Linked DNA regions of Drosophila melanogaster: region 1 is linked to region 2. A link is a contact called in public HiChIP or PLAC-seq data. All regions are on one chromosome and are shown on one strand. The core of a region is the stretch at or near the end of the contact, and the rest is flanking DNA. Distances in the headings are between cores, read along the strand shown. Region 1 holds the start of CG3655. Region 2 overlaps CG3655.

Region 1 (6,663 bases), core at 3,233-5,732, 62 kb after region 2:
GAGATTTCGGTAGGTGGCAGCAACACAGCATTATCCGCCGTTCGCTAGCTGATTTATTGTAAACTGAGCCTATTATTATTCGCAGCCCTCCCGCTTTTCACCGCCTTTTATTCGGATGTTTCAGTTTTGTGAAATTTTATTGTGCTTCCCTGTGCTTCACTCTTTATACCGGTTAATCGTAGGTTGAACGGGTATATTGCCTTTGTTGAAAAGAGCATGTACCCTAGTCATAATACGTCAATACAAATACAAGGCGAATCGATCTAACCATGTCCGTCCATCCGTCTGGCTGTCCGTCCGTATAAACGTCGCGATCACGGAGTCTAGAGTCACAAGGATTGAGATTGCAGGTTCAAAAGTTGTCTGCATAGCGAACAAAAATGTTATAGTTGAAATAAGTGTTAAATTTAAATATATTTAATTAATTAAATAACTAACGGGTATCTGATTGTCGATGCAGTCGACACAGCGATTTTTCTTGCTTACTTTGGTCATGCCACAATTGTCTGGCATTGCATGGTTTTATTTCTCATTTCCCTCTTTTTGGCCCCTCGTCAGCCTCTTGGCTTCAAATAATTTTATATTTAGCCGCCGTTGCTGCTTCTTCGTTCTCCGACTTCTTCAAGAAAAAAGCCAAAATAAAACAAGAAGCCTAAAAAATCAGAAACGGCGAAAATTAACTAGAGGCAAGCATTTCGTGTGGCACGATGTGAGAAGGAGCTGCGGATCCGCTACCATTTTATATATAGAATTGCAATAATGGGAACAGAGCGAGCAGAAGGCAGCCAAAGACTTGACGAATTCGACGATTGTTGAAATGTACCGATTATTCCGATAGCACTTTAATGGTAGAAATTTGTGGTTTGTAAAAAAAGATTTCCCAGATATATCAATATCGGTTAAAATTAAGCTAATAATACAAATCTAAAGCTGACGTCTAAATGATGTGTCCTTAATTCCTAAATAACATTTTTATTCCGATGGTTACTTGTTCTCTTCTTAAGTAATTACTTATAAAAACAAAGAAAAGTAATCGCTAGTGCTAAGCTAACCTCCGATTGATTAATCCATTGTTTGCAGTTGAATATGAACGTAAACTGCGGCAAATTAACAGTTCACGGATTGCCCAATTAATCAAGAGCGAGAAGATTTAAGTGCAGCTCCGGATTCGGATTTTTGCCTTTCGTATTCCCTTTCATTCAGTGGAGACGTGAATGCGATTTCATCATTTCATTAGTCGAATATGGAAGCCTTAACGAGGGGAAAGTGCAAATTTCGCGGTGCCCCGGGATCTACTTACTCTCTCCGCTGGCAAATAAGTACATTTTTACACACACGCCCGCCGATCGACTAATTAAACAAAAATAAAAAAACAAACTTTGATGTATTTTTGATTTGATTTGATTTGATTATTTTCCAGCCCTTCGGTCCCTGCCAATTTTAGATTGATGTCTTTGTAAGGGCAAAAAACATGTCGAATGATTTTTTGGATTTCTTCTTTGATATCCAATATGCGTAGTTAACGGTGGCGGCAGCTGTTGTTAATGAGCTCCACTGTACCCCCCATTTGATTCAAATATCTCGCATTTCAGCGGCAGAGGTTCGTGACTTTTTTGGACGTCGAATGGAGGGCTCCATGTCATATCCGCATAATTAATTTGCATTTGGGCTACAATTTCGCAGATCCGCGTAATTTGAGGCGACTCACTTGCAACATCTATGAAAAGAATGGACTGAGTGATTGGAAAGCACAGAGAAATTGGGCTAGCACACTCATTCAATTTGGCTCGAATAATAACTAGCATATTAAATGTTTGCCATTACTTGGCAAAATATTTCTTGTGCCTTCCACATCACATAATGGATGGTGTTGGATTTTAAACAATGACATTGCGTAAGTAAATACTGCATCACATGAAACGGACAATATTCGTGTTACTGTTTATATAAGTATTAATACATTCTGATTCCATAACTTCCCCATTTGAAATGATTTGACCAAGCACAGATAATGATGACAACCCTGTCATCGGTCATCGGGAAAAAAAAGAAATGAAACGAAACATAACAAAACGAATGGTTAAGCCAAAGAGCAAATATTGTTCAAAACGAGAAAAAAACCCATTGGATGAAAGAGCGGGAAGGAGGAAAATGTTTATGGAGGTGGGATGGATATCATCAACCTGAGAGGTGTCCAACCAGAGTTCTAATCAAAATATCGAACGCTGGTTGCGAAATGCGAAAATGGGAAAAAACTGAAGTCGATGAAGATGGCATAGTGAAAGGACGCCCAAAAGCAAAACGAAACGAAACAAAGCAGAGCTGAGCCACAAAAAAAAGTAGCAACTAAATTTGTGGAACCGTTATTATCATGTCGTGTTCGCCCCATCTCCCTCTCCACCTCTTGCTATCTCTCTTGCACTGTATCTGCCTCTGTCTTTTGACCAGGTCGATTATGAAAGATTCATTTTGCATTAGTGATTGTGCTTTTTGGTGCGGTGTTTAGCTATTTGTTTGTATTAAAAACCATCGTTTTACCATTTTGTAGCTTTTACACATTTTTTCTTTTTTGGTCTTTCCTGTTCGGCGATTCGATTCGTTTGCATTAATCCAATTTGTTGTTGCTGCCGGCGAGTTGTTGTTATTCAGTGAGTGAGAAGGTGTTTATGTGTGTGCCTAAGTGCGGGTGCTAATTCAATTAACGGCATTAAACGAGGCAGCTCACTAATATCGATATTTCAGCATAATTGTCTATCGAACTAATTTTATTGAATCGAGTAAAACTCGTGACAAATACATTTTACTTTTAATACACCAAATAAAAGAATTTGTCTATTGATTAAAGAGCAAAAATATTCCTTATTAATCGTCTGCGACCTACGAGGAACTTTCGTGGGAGTAAGCCAAAATATAGTTAAATACGAAATAAACAAGCTTGAGGAGGTATTTACATATTTCCCCAAAAAATTAGTGTCTCGTGTTAAGTGCTCATGTTCCCCCGGCAAGCGGAAAGAATAAAATATAATAAAATAGTAGTTGGTACAGTCTTAAATAAAGAAAAATAAAACCGAGCAGAATCGAGAGCGAAAGGCAGCTTTCCTGCCGTTGCTCGACCGAGCAAAGTGCAATGCCAACCGCATTTTTATTTATTTTTCATGGCGCCCAGCATATTTACATACATACCTAGAAAGATATGCGCATGGCCCCCGTTCATTTTCCTCCTTCTCCGCCTCGTTCATCGTTCTTTTCTTTATAGCTCATTATGTCAGTCTGAATGGTCGGTCACCAACTATTGGAAATGACTTTTTGCGCCCCTTCCCAAACGCTTTTTCCTCAAATCGCCAACAAATGGATCAGTGGAGCACCATGGGAAAAGTAGAAAACTGAACTGAGGATGACAATTAACTATTTCTATGTTCTGCAACTTTCGATTTTACTTTTGAAAAGGAAAGAACGGACAAGAGAGAGAGCAAGTGTGAAATGCGATCAGAAGTGGAATTAGTAGAGGCGTGCAAGGCCCGTGTACTACATTTCTAGCCCTCCTCTTTCTTGGGTGTAATTTCAAATGAATTAATAACAATTTTACAAGGAATCGATACGATTCTCTTTCGCATTTCCTTTTTTACACTGTGTGCAATAACAAAAGGGTTCCTTTCTCTCGTAAAACATAAAAAGCATTCAACAATTGGAAAACGGCTGCGCCTGCGCCATCTCGCTCGCACCCACGCAAACGGAAGGCCAAAGAGAGAACATTTCACTTATTTGACTTACCTCCTCCTTCTCCTTTGACCACTTTCCAGAGAGCCAGAGAACAGCTGCCTGGTCGATCCTCCTCTCTTCTGGTGCGTGTGCGCAACAACAAGAAGATATGGAATACTGGAAGCCTGTGCTGCTGCTTCTTCCTTTTCTTCTCTTTTGATGCTGCTCTTTAGTTGTTGTTTCTGCTGGGAATCCGGTTTTTTTTTCAATTTCTTTCAACTTGCTATTTATTATTTCTTCTTTCTTATTCGCCTCTCCTCTCTTTCTCTAGTTGTTGTATTTTCCAAAATTCAAACAGCACACATCCATCCACTCGAAAAAAATGTATTGACTTCGGTATTACAACAAAAAGCGGCACTTAAATTATTCCCTTCTGGGTTTCTTCTCGTATCAAACGATTGATCGTCGAGATAAAAAATGATTATAAACATTCACCAACACACGAGCGCGCTCGAAAGAGAGAGCGATAATAAGCACGTGAAAACGGAGCCTCCTTTTGCTAGCTTCTATCCTTCTATCCTCTTTGTCCTTGGGGCGAGCCACTAGTTTCAAAACTCCTGCATTTTCGCGGTCATCAAATATTCCGGCGGGTACAATCACCACAAATCGAGAATCAAATACTGGCAAATGGTCAGCACAATCGCAAGTCCCGAATCGTAAATCGCAAATTTCAGCCACGGAGCGACGCACAACCGCGCGCATTAAAAAATTTTGTCGACTGAAGCCAGACGTGTTTTTCGTTGTGACGGCACCGGTTTTCTGCCGCTGCAGTCGAACATCGAACGCGTTCGAACTTGGCAACATGTTCGAAGTCGTGTGTTTGCCGACTTTTGCTGGGCAAGCAACCCGATGGTGTTGTCCAATCGAACACCTTGGCGCTAGGAAATAATCATATCGAGAGAAAAATCGAGTTTATACTTTGTCTATATATTTTTGTAACAAAAGAGATTTTGCTGCCAGATGAACCGCTTTGTATAAAATAAGCAGCCATATCATCTGTAATCCGTATCATCTGTAGTTTGCAGAGCAACCAGTGTTATGACAGCTTGAAAAGCGACAGATAGCCAGGAGTTCGATAGCCGTCGTGCCATCACTCTGCTCCAAGCGCCTTGTTGTTGCTCGTCGCAACGGCAGACGCGTGCGCAGGCGTAGCGGCCGGTTTCAAGCGCAACAGTTTGGTTAGTGCGGAGTGGTCGGGAGTCGCGAGGCGACGAACATGTTCGCTGCTCTGGGAATCTATGTATGTTAAGTTAACATTTGATTTTGGCCACAGCTATTAATTATTGGCCAAGGCACAATGCAACAAATCGAAAACAAATAGTTCGATATATGAACATGCCTATAATGGATATGACTTCAGAATGGGGGTGCGAGCGGGATGGCGCTAGCTTCGAGTGCGTAGCGAGAATTTTAATTAGTTTGATCATTTTTTTTTTTAAGCAAAAGTATTTTTCATTTGATGTTCATTCTCGATCCAAGTGAACGCAATGATTAAATTACACCGTAATCACCAAACCGATGCGTCAATATACACGATATATAGTGTTTCTACAACTTTGAGGGTATATAATATGCGGATTGAATATTCTCTCCTTCTCTTCGCCTTTTGCACTTGACTTTGAAACACTACGCGTACTGGTTTCCATAAATGTTGTGTAATTAAGCGCGCATTGCATCCCAATTGGCTGTTAAATTTGAATGCGGCTGAAACGAGACTACAACACTGTTCGCCGACCTTCGAGGGGAGGCCCCAGCACCAACTGCTGCCCCCCAAGGTCAAGGTCAACCTGGCCAACCGCCAATAGCTTCGTTTTGCGTATGGAGTTCTTTGTTGCGTTTTTGTTTGACCTGCTCTTCACTTGAGCAGCCTCAAGTGTGTAAAGCAAAAGTGCGCAATGTCGAGCATCAACGTTTTGGAAGCAAGTTTCGATATATGCTTGAACGTATGTACATATGTACCATCTATACTCTATATTTGCCAATCGCTTGTTAGCCACTAAATGTTTTGCTCGCCAACTTTCGTTTCACTTTAATTCACTTTCCCGATCAGTCATCAGATCCAAAGAACATATTTCAACATATTAATGTTGATTTCCCTCTCGCATGTCCCACGTTAAGTGGAGCCCAAAATGTCAATAATATTTGCCAGTTAGTCACTGGATGAGCGCCAAAGCCTCAGGCAAGTGAGCCCTACACAGCCTGGGTCCTTTGCTTTTGGCCAGGTGAAAATTTAGAAAGATCATTATGCCGGCAATTACCTTTATGAGGATGTCGCTTTTTCGCTCTCGCTCTCGCTCTCGCTCTCGCTTTCCTATTAATCCTTATCTGCACTTTGCAAGCCCTTCATTGACAGTTATAATTACTTTAATGATGATTTCAGCTTCAGTTGACTTGCGGTGGAAAATGAGGGGAAACGTGGGCAAAATCGCGTGGAAATTCGAGGGGCGAAATGGGAATGGGTGCTGCAGTGTCTTTGTTTGTGAGCGCTTAAAATGCAATTATGCATTTCGGATCGAAAAGTGGCAGCAGGACTTTCGTTGGCTGGCTGAAAAATAAATTAAATTGCAATGCGCTGGCAAATCGAATTAAACAGTGTAAAAAGAACAACAAGTGCCACGCAAACATGCAAAACAAAAACAAAAGCAAAAATGCGGAAAACAAAAGGACATTGCTGGAACACCAAGCTTTTCCCCGGTGGCAGAGCCATCCAATTGAATATATTAATGCAAATTAACCCATTAATGTCTGCCAATTTCAGGCAGCAAAGGGGACTTAATCTGAAAAGAGCTGGAAGAAGCAAACTGACCATTATCCCAAGGGAACTCGGGGCTGAGAAAATTAAAGCTGTTCCGCACATCGCATGTAGTTGTATTTTATTTCGGGCAGCCAATTCAATTGCAGTAA
Region 2 (6,158 bases), core at 3,084-5,583:
CAGCAGTCTGTAGAAGAACCTGTCTTAATAAATACGGTATTAAATGACAAAATAGATGATCCTATTTACGAATTAATAGAAAGGTATTCCAGTATAGAAAAACTTATACGTATAATAGCATACATAAATAGATTCGTGCAGATGAAAACAAGAAATAAAGCCTATTCATCAATTATTTCAGTAAAGGAGATAAGAATAGCGGAAACAGTTGTTATTAAGAAACAACAAGAATACCAGTTTAGGCAAGAGATAAAGTGCCTTAAAATCAAAAAGGAAATCAAGACAAATAATAAAATATTGTCATTGAATCCATTTTTGGACAAGGATGGGGTTCTAAGAGTTGGAGGAAGATTGCAAAATTCCAATGCAGAATTTAATGTTAAACATCCAATCATTTTAGAAAAATGCCACCTAACAAGCTTATTAATAAAAAATGCTCATAAGGAAACATTGCATGGAGGGATAAACCTAATGCGAAACTATATCCAAAGAAAGTATTGGATTTTCGGGTTGAAAAATTCGTTGAAAAAGTATTTAAGAGAATGTGTAACGTGTGCAAGGTATAAACAAAATACAGCTCAGCAAATAATGGGTAACTTGCCAAAATATAGAGTGACGATGACATTCCCGTTTCTTAATACTGGAATAGATTACGCAGGTCCTTATTATGTTAAATGTTCAAAAAATCGTGGCCAAAAAACATTTAAAGGATACGTTGCTGTATTCGTTTGCATGGCCACCAAAGCCATACACTTAGAAATGGTAAGCGATCTAACTTCAGACGCATTTTTAGCAGCACTCAGAAGATTTATTGCTAGACGGGGAAAATGTTCCAATATCTATTCAGACAACGGAACAAATTTTGTAGGAGCTGCAAGAAAATTAGATCAAGAGTTATTTAATGCAATACAAGAAAATATAACGATTGCAGCGCAGCTTGAAAAGGACAGGATTGATTGGCATTTTATTCCCCCGGCAGGACCTCACTTCGGAGGTATTTGGGAAGCTGGAGTTAAGTCAATGAAATACCATTTAAAGCGTATAATCGGCGACACTATTTTGACTTACGAAGAAATGTCAACTCTTTTATGTCAAATAGAAGCATGCTTAAATTCAAGGCCATTATACACTATAGTTAGTGAGAAGGACCAACAAGAAGTTTTAACACCAGGTCATTTTTTAATTGGAAGACCACCTTTAGAAATAGTCGAACCAATGGAAGATGAAAAAATCGGAAATTTGGATAGGTGGAGACTTATCCAAAAAATGAAGAAAGATTTCTGGGTTAAGTGGAAAAGTGAATATTTGCATACGCTCCAGCAAAGGAATAAATGGAAAAAGGAAATTCCTAATATAGAAGAAGGGCAAATAGTTTTATTAAAGGATGAGAATTGTCATCCTGCAAGATGGCCTTTAGGAAAGGTGGAAAAGGTGCATAAGGGGAATGATGATAAGGTCCGAGTGGCTAAAGTAAAGATGCAGGAAGGATATATCACTAGACCCATTACTAAAATTTGTCCCTTGGAAGGAATAAAGTCTGTTGACAAAAATGAGGCTGACCAAGAGCCAAAAAGACGAACTAGAGCGACATCGGGAATGTCCAAGATCGGAATCATTATGGCAATGTTGTTGTTTGTGTTAAGTTGTCAAGTTTCTAGCGCATTACCTAAAGATATAGCACCAAGATATTCTATAGACAAAATAAATAAAACCTCAGCAATATATCTAGACCCGCTAGGAGATGTTGAGATTGTGAGTACTTCTTGGAATTTGGTTATCTATTATAAAATGGATCCATATTTTAAAATGTTAACAAAGGGTAATGCGCTTATACAAAGTATGAGGAAAGTTTGCGAAAGACTTCATAGCTTTGAAGAGCAATGTAGTCTAGTCTTAGATAATATGCAAAGTCAGTTATCGGAACTTGAAGAAAACAATAAATTGTTTATGATACAGTCTAGATCTAGAAGCAAGCGTGCTCCTTTCGAATTTATGGGTTCCTTGTATCATATTTTATTTGGTATAATGGATGAAGATGATAGAGAGCAATTAGAAGAAAATATGAAGAATTTGTTAGATAACCAGAACAACCTTGATAAACTAATTCAAAAACAAACATCTGTGGTTGATTCAACTTCTAATCTATTAAAGAGAACAACAGAAGATGTTAACTCCAATTTTAGAAGTATGCAAATAAGAATTGAGAACATGACAGAAGTTCTTAAAGAAAATTATTATGTTTATAAGGAATCAATAAAATTCTTTATGATTACGAAACAGCTACACTCATTGATTGAAGAAGGCGAAAAAATTCAAGCAGGCATTATAAGCCTGTTGATTGATATTAATCACGGTAGGCTAAATACAAATATTCTCAGGCCAAATCAGCTTAAAAAAGAAATTGCCAAAATTCAGCAGAGTCTTTCGGAGAACCTAGTAATTCCAGGAAAACGGTCAGGTACGGAACTTAAGGAGGTGTATACACTGTTAACAGCCAGGGGTTTATTCATCGACGATAAATTGATCATTAGTGCAAAAGTGCCTCTGTTTAGCAGGCATCCATCCAAATTGTTCAGGCTTATTCCGGTGCCAATTCGAAATGAAGATCGGATAATAATGGTGCATACAACGTCCGAATATTTAATTTATAATTTTGAGATAGATTCCTATCACATAATGACGGAAGCCACATTAAATCAATGTCAGAAATGGCAACTAAATAAGAGAATATGCAAAGGAAGTTGGCCCTGGAATTCAGCGAATGATAATGCATGTGAGATTCAGCCTCTAAAGCCAGATAAAGCGGCGAACTGCATCTATAAAACAGTAGTCGACTCTAAAAGTTACTGGGTAGAGTTAGAAAAGAAAAGTAGTTGGTTGTTTAAGGTTCCTGCGAATTCAAAAGTCCGTCTGCAATGTACTGGCTCTCAAATTGAATTGTTTGATTTGCCTCAGCAAGGAGTTTTAAGCATTGCGCCATATTGTACGGCAAGAACCGACGATAAAATTCTAGTTGCCCACCATAACATTCAGTCCGAAAGTGAAGAATTATTATCAACACCTTATATAGGAGAAGTTAGTGAAGCGCCGAAGATTATTTGGGATCCGCTGAAACTATCAATATTAAATCATACTGAGGAATTTGAACGATTGAATAATGAAATTAAATTTATGAAAGAGAACCATCAAAAATTGAAAGATTTACATTTCCATCATATTTCCGGACATGCTGGATTAATTATTGCTTTAATACTAATGATAGTATTAATAATATATTTCATACGGAAATGTGCTGTGCAACAAAGAATGCAAGCAATAACCTTTGCAGGTCCGTTGCCAGTACTATAAATATCAATAGTAAATAAACAATAAAATAATATAACAAATAAAAATATACAGTCCACTATATCGTTGTTTAATAGAAAATGTACTTCTACATAGAAAAAGCAAAATGTTTAAAATAAGTTAATTGAGTACAAATTGTTGAATTAAAAATAATATAAACCATAATTGTAATCCAATAAAATTAAAAGCCAGAAAAACTAGGCCCATTGAAATCTTAGTTGCAAAATAAATGAACATATATCAAATAAATACAGTCCACTACTGTTATAAATGCAACTAATATACTAATGTACATCTCAGCTTGCTGGCCCTTTGGCAGAATGTTCACACATGAACACGAATATATTTAAAGACTTACAATTTTGGGCTCCGTTCATATCTTATGTAAATGAATCGAGAGCGATAAATTATATTTAGGATTTTGTTATCTAAGGCGACATGGGTGCATTGCTCAAAAACATGTAATTTAAGTGCACACTACATGAGTCAGTCACTTGAGATCGTTCCCCGCCTCCTAAAATAGTCCCTTAGTGGGAGACCACAGATAAGGTCCTCGCCGCTCAAGATAGGCAGATGTGCCCGAGCGTGGGACCTCGATAAGGCGGGGACTATTTACTTAGGCCTCTGCGTAGGCCATTTACTTTAAGATGCGATTCTCATGTCACCTATTTAAACCGAAGATATTTCCAAATAAAATCAGTTTCTTACAAAAACTCAACGAGTAAAGTCTTCTTATTTGGGATTTTACATTACTTTTTATATGGTGGAATACCATAATTTGCAAAAGATCCTAGATAGGAAGTTACGGGAATGCGTTTTCCAGTGCAGTGCCATCACTCCACAATAGCTTCGAGTTGCCAGTCAGGTGCGGGATGTTTCGTCCAGGTTCCGCGGACGAATGTAACTCGATGCCCGAATGCATGGACACAGTTGGGACAAGAAATACACCGAAATATCACGGGAAACGGAATAGAAAACAGACTTTCGGACAGAGAGTGGGCCATACGAAAAATCAACCAGACGACGGACTGACCGCAGGGTATGAATTTTATGCGGTTTTGGAGTTGCAACATCATCATCACCTGGGGCTGTCGTGTAATTGCGGATTTTAATTTTTAAGCAGCGCTCTTTATTCCTGAATTTATGCGCTTGCATTATGAATGGAACGCATATGCCACGGAATAGCTTTGGGAATAGGATTTTTAATTAGTTCGCCGCATTTCGAATTCTCATTTTTTTTTGTGTGAAGCTCCGGGTAGCTGGAAGCTAGGAGCTGAAAATGTTCAATCAGTAGTCTGCTGCTGGCTGCTGGAAAGTGTTGAAAACCGCCTCATAACCATCGTCGCCATCAACATAATCATTATCCTGCAGTCCATAAACTGTTGCCGTCGTTTCCGCCTCGTGTGTGCCATATAAATAAATATAATCGTGAAACAAGGCTAAGAAAGGGCGCTGGTAGGCAACTTAAATGCTGCGGAATTTTAATAGTTCACGTAAATGGTTTTTGTGGCGTTGGTAATGTTTATTAACCAACTTAGACGCCCGGGAACTTGGCAGCAGCTCCCGAGTTCCGTTCCGCAGCTCCCTGCTCCCTGCTCTCGGCTCCCGGCACCCGGCTCCGTTTCTGGTCCTCCAGTGGAGCGTGTTTAATGCTCACTTAAGTTGCGTTTATACAAATTTCTTCGCCCCCAACCTCCAGCCATATCCTTTTGTTCTTAGTCCTGTCCGGTGCCTGCGAACTTCCTTGGATATCCCTCGGCTCTTTGGGCAGAAAGTTTTGTGTGGAGTGGCTTTAGGTATCCTGGAGGACTTTCCCCTTTGCTGCTGCTCCTGCGTAAAGTAGATTCATTTGTGCCTTCTAAATGCTTTGTTGTTTACATTCCTGGAAGTTTGGTGTCTCACGTCGTTGGCACGCTCGCCGTATCACAGTATCCTTACCGAGCCATTCAGCTGGAAGAGTGCTGAAAAGGGCTTTGGTTTATCCCAAAACGGCTGCTGATAGAGATTATGATTTAAGGTTGGATACAGAATCGGGAATTTAAGTTAATATCTAAACGTATAATTTGCTTTCAATATAACTGATACTATTAGTCGAAATGTTTTTTTTTAATTTATTCTCCAATCACTTTGTTCTCATATCAGATGTTGTTTATTAGCTACTCAAAAAAAAAAATGAGTAAAGAAAATTGGGTTTCCTTCACACGGGTTGTCCTTATCAGCTAGCAACTAACATTAATACACTGAAGTATGTCTATATCTGTATATCTGTATCTGTATATGTATTTGTGTTCGTTTATGTGTAGTCGTAAAACTATCGAATAGTTTTGGCAGGCAAACCAAATTGCCCCAACTGTACACGACTCTTTCTAGCTTCAACAACAATTTGACTAAGCTGCTATAAAAAAATTAATATAGATTACATAAGGAAATGTGCGTGGTGTATTTGTGTGCTGTGTTATGTAAGTGTGTGTGTGTGTGTGTGTGTTTGTGTTTGTGTTTGTGTGTGTGTGTATGTGTATGTACAAGTTAAAAAACATGAATATTGGGTATGATGGTCGATCGGTAATAAACACCATTTAAGGATTGGGTTGAGCAGCTTCTCTAATCCTCGTCCCCTCTTCTTCAATATCCTGCTAGTTTGTCCGATTTACATCGGCCTAATCCGCATATAGTTAGTTTTATCCTTAGGGCTTTGTCCTCTTCGTTAACAATTTTCCTATTTACAGTTTACAACTCAAACTTGATCAATTTGCTTTGTCTTTTGCTTAGCATTAGTGATATATTTCGCTTGCGATTTTTAGGGGGGCATTTAC

The links. HiChIP or PLAC-seq counts read pairs in DNA pulled down with a chosen protein or histone mark.
Region 1: a contact with region 2 is called in a Psq HiChIP or PLAC-seq map of the Kc167 cell line, with 2.5 times the contacts expected there. The contact joins the promoter of CG3655 here to the enhancer-like site in region 2. A contact is called at or near these places in 25 of 107 Hi-C or Micro-C datasets (the Kc167 cell line, the S2 cell line, cellular blastoderm embryo and 10 more) and 1 of 6 datasets of contacts at active chromatin or transcription factors (the Kc167 cell line).

Annotation. Positions count from the first base shown.
Region 1 is chrX:1,130,414-1,137,076 of dm6, forward strand. CG3655 reads right to left here and starts at 4,483. Exons shown (of 5, transcript NM_001103392.2): 1 at 3,772-4,483.
Region 2 is chrX:1,068,453-1,074,610 of dm6, forward strand. It overlaps CG3655, which reads right to left. Exons shown (of 5, transcript NM_001103392.2): 5 at 4,589-6,158. The region is part of intron 1 of lncRNA:CR44779 (long non-coding RNA:CR44779); the gene reads left to right. Among named protein-coding and RNA genes, the nearest start is that of CG14629, 20 kb to the left of the region's middle. Within about 2 kb of position 4,334, at least 1 of the 39 cell types and tissues checked has an H3K27ac peak or open chromatin away from gene starts, as enhancers often do. A contact at or near this core is called in the Kc167 cell line, where this site is marked.